2 separate regions of the Salmo salar genome follow, and region 2 is linked to region 1. The links are chromatin contacts, called in public Hi-C maps. All regions are on one chromosome and are shown on one strand. Each heading gives the region's core, a stretch centred on a gene start, on an enhancer-like site or on the middle of the called end of the contact. The rest is flanking DNA. Distances are from core to core; before and after follow the strand shown. Region 1 overlaps LOC106585797. Region 2 holds the start of aqp3a (aquaporin 3a).

Evidence for each region. Hi-C and Micro-C count contacts between places; a contact is called where the count stands out from the background.
Region 2: a contact with region 1 is called in a Hi-C map of muscle, with 3 times the contacts expected there. The contact joins the promoter of aqp3a here to the enhancer-like site in region 1.

What each region holds. Positions count from the first base shown.
Region 1 is chrssa24:35,434,411-35,437,161 of Ssal_v3.1, reverse strand. It overlaps LOC106585797, which reads right to left. Exons shown (of 5, transcript XM_014172433.2): 3 at 1,538-1,663; 4 at 1,105-1,195. Among protein-coding and RNA genes, the nearest start is that of LOC106585797, 11 kb to the right of the region's middle. Within about 2 kb of position 1,416, at least 1 of the 13 cell types and tissues checked has an H3K27ac peak or open chromatin away from gene starts, as enhancers often do. A contact at or near this core is called in muscle, where this site is marked.
Region 2 is chrssa24:35,508,997-35,511,747 of Ssal_v3.1, reverse strand. aqp3a (aquaporin 3a) reads left to right here and starts at 1,389. Exons shown (of 6, transcript XM_014172437.2): 1 at 1,389-1,676. The coding sequence starts at 1,569.

The DNA.
Region 1 (2,751 bases), core at 167-2,666:
CTGAAGATTTATGATAAAAACATCCTAAAGATTGATGCTATACATCGTTTGACATGTTTCTACGAACGTAAATATAACTTTTTTAGACTTTTCGGCATGACATTTTGCGCTCGCTTCCTGCATTTGGAGTAGTGGACTAAACGAGCGATAAAAAAGGACGTATTTGGACATAAATGATGGACTTTATCGAACAAAACAAACATTTATTGTGGAACTGGGATTCCTGGGAGTGCATTCTGATGAAGATCATCAAAGGTAAGTGAATATTTATAATGCTATTTCTGATTTTAGTTGACTCCAAAATGGCAGGTATCTGTATTGCTTGTTGTTGTTGTCTGAGCGCTGTACTCAGATTATTGCAAAGTGTGCTTTCGCTGTAAAGTTTTTTTGAAATCTGACACAGCGGTTGCATTAAGGGGAAGTGTATCTATAATTCTTTGAATAACAGCTGAATATTTTATCAATGTTTATGATGAGTATTTAAGTAAATTGATGTGCTCATTCACCGGAGGTTTTGGGAGGCAAAACATTTCTGAACATTACACGCCAATGTAAAATGGGGTTTTTGGATATAAATATTAACTTCATCGAGCAAAACATACATGTATTGTGTAACATGAAGTCCTATGAGTGCCATCTGATGAAGATCATCAAAGGTTAGTGATTCATTTTAGCTGTATTTCTGGTTTTTGTGACGCCTCTCATTGCTTGGAAAATGGCTGTGTGGTTTTTCTTGTCTCGGCGCTGTCCTAACATAATCTAATGTTATGCTTTCGCCGTAAAGCCTTTTTGAAATCGGACAATGTGGTGGGATTAACGAGAAGTGTATCTTTAAAATGGGATATAATAGTTGTATGTTTGAGAAATTTGAATTATGAGATTTTTGTTGTTTTGAATTTGCCGCCCTGCTATTTCACTGGCTGTTGAATAGTGTGTCCCGCGGGTGAGACGCTAGCATCCCACATTTCCCAGAGAGGTTAAGCAAGGCACTTAACCTCACTTCTCTCAGGGAGGGTGGGATATGCAAAACCAAAAAAATCCAATTCACACGTGTATTAATAGATACTTGTACATGTGTGAAATAGGAGAACTATAAGCACCCACCTGTTGTGGTGGATGTTGAGTAAGAGCATGACAGTCCCCAGCACCAGAGCCAGAGAGCTCAGCACCAGCATGGCCACTTTCCAGCCAAACCCTGTAACACACACACAAAGAGAGAGGGAGAAACTCCCATAATCGACAGTTCAGAGTAAACAAACTCTTTCCACTTTCAAACTCCAGCAAACCTCTTGAATGTCATATAAAAGGTCTTTAGAAAGTGGAATTATCTGAGTGGGCTTGGACATCAATACACCCACTCTACAGATTCCTATGTAAGTTTCCTTCTCCTCTAACACCACCATGTGGTAGATAAGGCACAGAGTAGAAGGCCCCAGAGCCCATCGGGGCAGAGAGATGTGTTTTGCCCCTGGGTTTGTTTTGAAGGCAGTTATAGTCTTTCTTCCACACCCCTCTGGCAATAGGTTTCCCAACTCACCATACTCAGCGTTGAAGAATGTCATTGAGGGGCCCTCAGGGCCCATGGTGCTTTCAACCAGATGAGAGTGCTCTGTCCCACTGTCCATTCCAGTGGTGTTAGGGGCAACAACATCATCCCCTGGAACTGGAGGGGGTACATCACATCGGCATGTGAGTGTAATAACACAGGAGTAATACCCTAGTTATTATCTCAAAGCCATAGCCCCTTTGTTTTATTCATCTGTTCATCAATTAGTATGTCATCTCACCAAAGCCAGACCAAAATACTTAACTGAGGACCATCAGATTGAATTGAATCAAAAGACTTACACATAGGTCTAGACTAGTGCCCCATAGGACTGGCGTAGGGAGGAGCCCCAAGTGAAGAGTTTTGGACTTGCTGGCAACCAGCCCATATTAGGACCCTATTGATTGGAGGGAACTTAGCTGAATGAGATTTAGCCAGCAAGGACAGTGGAAATACAATCCCTGATGGAACTAGTGGTATGTGACCACGCTGAGATGCCATTTGGATCACCCACTGTTAAGCCTAAGACACTGACCAAACCAAGGTATTCTCAAAGCAGATACAAAAAAATGGACTTTGTTACAATGTACAGTACCAGTCAAAAGTTTGGGCACACCTACTCATTCAAGGGGCTTTCTTTATTTGTACCATTTTCTACATTGAAGAATAAAAGTGAAGACATCACAACTATGAAATAACACATATGGAATCATGTAGTAACCAAAAAAGTGTTAAACAAATAAAAATATATTTTATATTTGAGATTCTTCCTTGATGACAGCTTTGCACAGTCTTGGCATTCTCTCAACCAGCTTCACCTGGAATGCTTTTCAAACAGTCTTGAAGGAATTCCCACATACGCTGAGCACTTGTTGGCTGCTTTTCCTTCACTCTGAGGTCCAACTCATTCCAAACTATCTCAATTGGGTTGAGGTTGGTTGATTGTGGAGGCCAGGTCTCTGATGCAGCACAACATCACTCTTCTTCTTGGTCAAATAGCCCTTACACAGCGTGGAGGTTTGTTGGGTCATTGTCCTGTTGAAAAACAAATTATAGTCCCATTAAGAGCAAACAGATGGGATGCAGTATCGCTGCAGAATGCTGTGGTAGCCATGCTGGTTCAGTGTGCCTTAAACTCCAATTAAATCTCTGATAGTGTCACCAGCAAAGCACACCCACACCATCACACCACCTCTTCCATGCTT
Region 2 (2,751 bases), core at 140-2,639, 75 kb before region 1:
ATTTGGCTACATTTCTTTAAATTGACAATTCTGTGAGCGGTCTTGTGCACGTTTTAAATTGACACAATACCTGTTAGCAAAGGTGTCAGAGATGACGTGCAGGAGCTTGCAGGGATTTGTAGATTTCCATGATGTCTACTTTGTTGCTAATAACCATTTTTGAATCTGAGAGTAAATAGTGCCGAATATATTGATAAAAATCACCTTTTCCGAGAGAGATTTACATGGTTATCAAAACATCACGCCAGGGAAAGCCTACACAAAACACAGCCCTTTAAGTGTTTCTACAGTCCCCTATGGGAAAGAAATGAATGGTTGAAAAAAACTGTCTCAGCCTCATTACAAAATGTGTAGAATTGCATAAGATTAGCTATAAAACCACAATTTTCTTTCTGCCACCTGGAAATATGTTTAGAATTGCAGGAAATTAGCTCTTCCTCTTCTGAAGTGATGTCTTCTGATTCTCACACTCTCTCTTCTCCTTTTAGTTTATCCTGTTTCTTTGTTCTGCCTGAAACGTCATCACCATGTACTGTTCCTGCTTTGTCTGCTCTGAATAGAGGTGCCTGTCAATATCTCTATAACTGCTCAAAATGCATGCTTCTCACACCAAGAAGCAGTGTGACCCCCCCCCCCTGTTGAGGTACTAGAGTACATTGCATTCAACTTAACTGTGAAAGTATAGATTATACAGTATATTATAGATGCAATCAGTTCTTGAACAAATATGATGTACCTTGATGTTTTTCTGTTATCTGCTATATCCAACATTGCATTTGATATTCCAACACAATAGGAAGCCCTATACAGTACATTGTGAAGTAGCAAAGCACAAATAACAGAGTACAAGTAGTCTACGTCAATTCAAAACATATATCACACTAGCATGAGTAGAGATATCCAACCTAACACTCACATACAGTAAACTATGGCCGTCCCTTTCTTCCCACAAATAACTAAAATACTTTAAACATTTTCAGTATAGTGGTTTTCACGTTCTGTCCGGTAGATCTGAGTGCACTCAACAAACTGCCAGCTTCATTACAGACACCATGCAGGGCCCTGAGGCAGGCTGACACATGTCAAGCAAAGGGCTGTCAGACAGTTCTGAGATCTGTTGATGTATTACCAGATGATAGTATGGCAAGCTCATAAAGCATGTGTAAGGTCTATCCCTATAACTGGTTTTGAGTGAATCGCACCTCTATTCAGACCAGACAAAGCAGGAACAACAGAGAAAATGGACAGGCGGAAAGGAGAAGAGAGAGAGTGCGAATCAGAAGAGGCAGACGGAGAGAGAGAGTATTTGGGAGTTACAAGGGAGAGAGACTGAGGGAGGGAGGGAGAGAGATTGTGGGAGGGGGAGAGAAGGGAGTGTTCGAGGAGGCTGTCTTTGGCAGGAGCCACAGGAAGTCCAGGTCCTATAAGAGAAGGAGGCCAGGGCCTCATCCATCACACACACTCAAGAGGCCCTACCTACCTACTGTCACCAGACACAGTACAGGAGGCCAGGGCATCAGCCATCACACACACTCAGGAGGACCTATCTTGCCGAGCATCACTGAACCATGGGAAAACAGAAGATATGGTTGGACAAGCTGGCACGGAACTTCCAGATCCGTAACCTGCTGCTGCGCCAGGCTCTGGCAGAGTGTCTGGGTACCCTCATCCTGGTGGTAAGAGACCCTCTATCTGTCACCACCTTACTCACATTCTCATTCATGATATGTATGGTCAGGTTATTCTCAAACATTTTACACATCTATAGTCAGGTTATCCTCACTCATTTTCCACATCTATAGTCAGGTTATCCTCACTCATTTTCCACATCTATAGTCAGGTTATCCTCAATCATTTTCCACATCTATAGTCAGGTTATCCTCACTCATTTTCCACATCTATAGTCAGGTTATCCTCACTCATTTTCCTCATCTATAGTCAGGTTATCCTCACTCATTTCCCACATCTATAGTCAGGTTATCCTCACTCATTTTCCACATCTATAGTCAGGTTATCCTCACTCATTTTCCACATCTATAGTCAGGTTATCCTCACTCATTTTCCACATCTATAGTCAGGTTATCCTCACTCATTTTCCACATCTATAGTCAGGTTATCCTCACTCATTTTCCACATCTATAGTCAGGTTATTCTCACTCATTTTCCACATCTATAGTCAGGTTATCCTCACTCATTTTCCACATCTATAGTCAGGTTATGCTCACTCATTTTCCACATCTATAGTCAGGTTATTCTCACTCATTTTCCACATCTATAGTCAGGTTATCCTCACTCATTTTCCACATCTATAGTCAGGTTATTCTCAATCATTTTCCACATCTATAGTCAGGTTATCCTCAATCATTTTCCACATCTATAGTCAGGTTATCCTCAATCATTTTCCACATCTATAGTCAGGTTATCCTCAATCATTTTCCACATCTATAGTCAGGTTATCCTCACTCATTTTCCTCATCTATAGTCAGGTTATTCTCAATAATTTTCCACATCTATAGTCAGGTTATTCTCAATTTTCCACACCTATAGTCAGGTTATCCTCACTTAAGCTTTCCTTGGAAGAGTAGACTGCATGTTTTACTTTCATGATTTTTTGCCACAATAAATATTAGTTTGAGCATATTCATACCTGTATCTCCTTGAAATATGACATTGCAGGTTACATTTTCTTGGCTCCTCTTGTCTGTATTAATTCTGAATTAACAATAACTTGAGTATGGATCATTGTTGTAG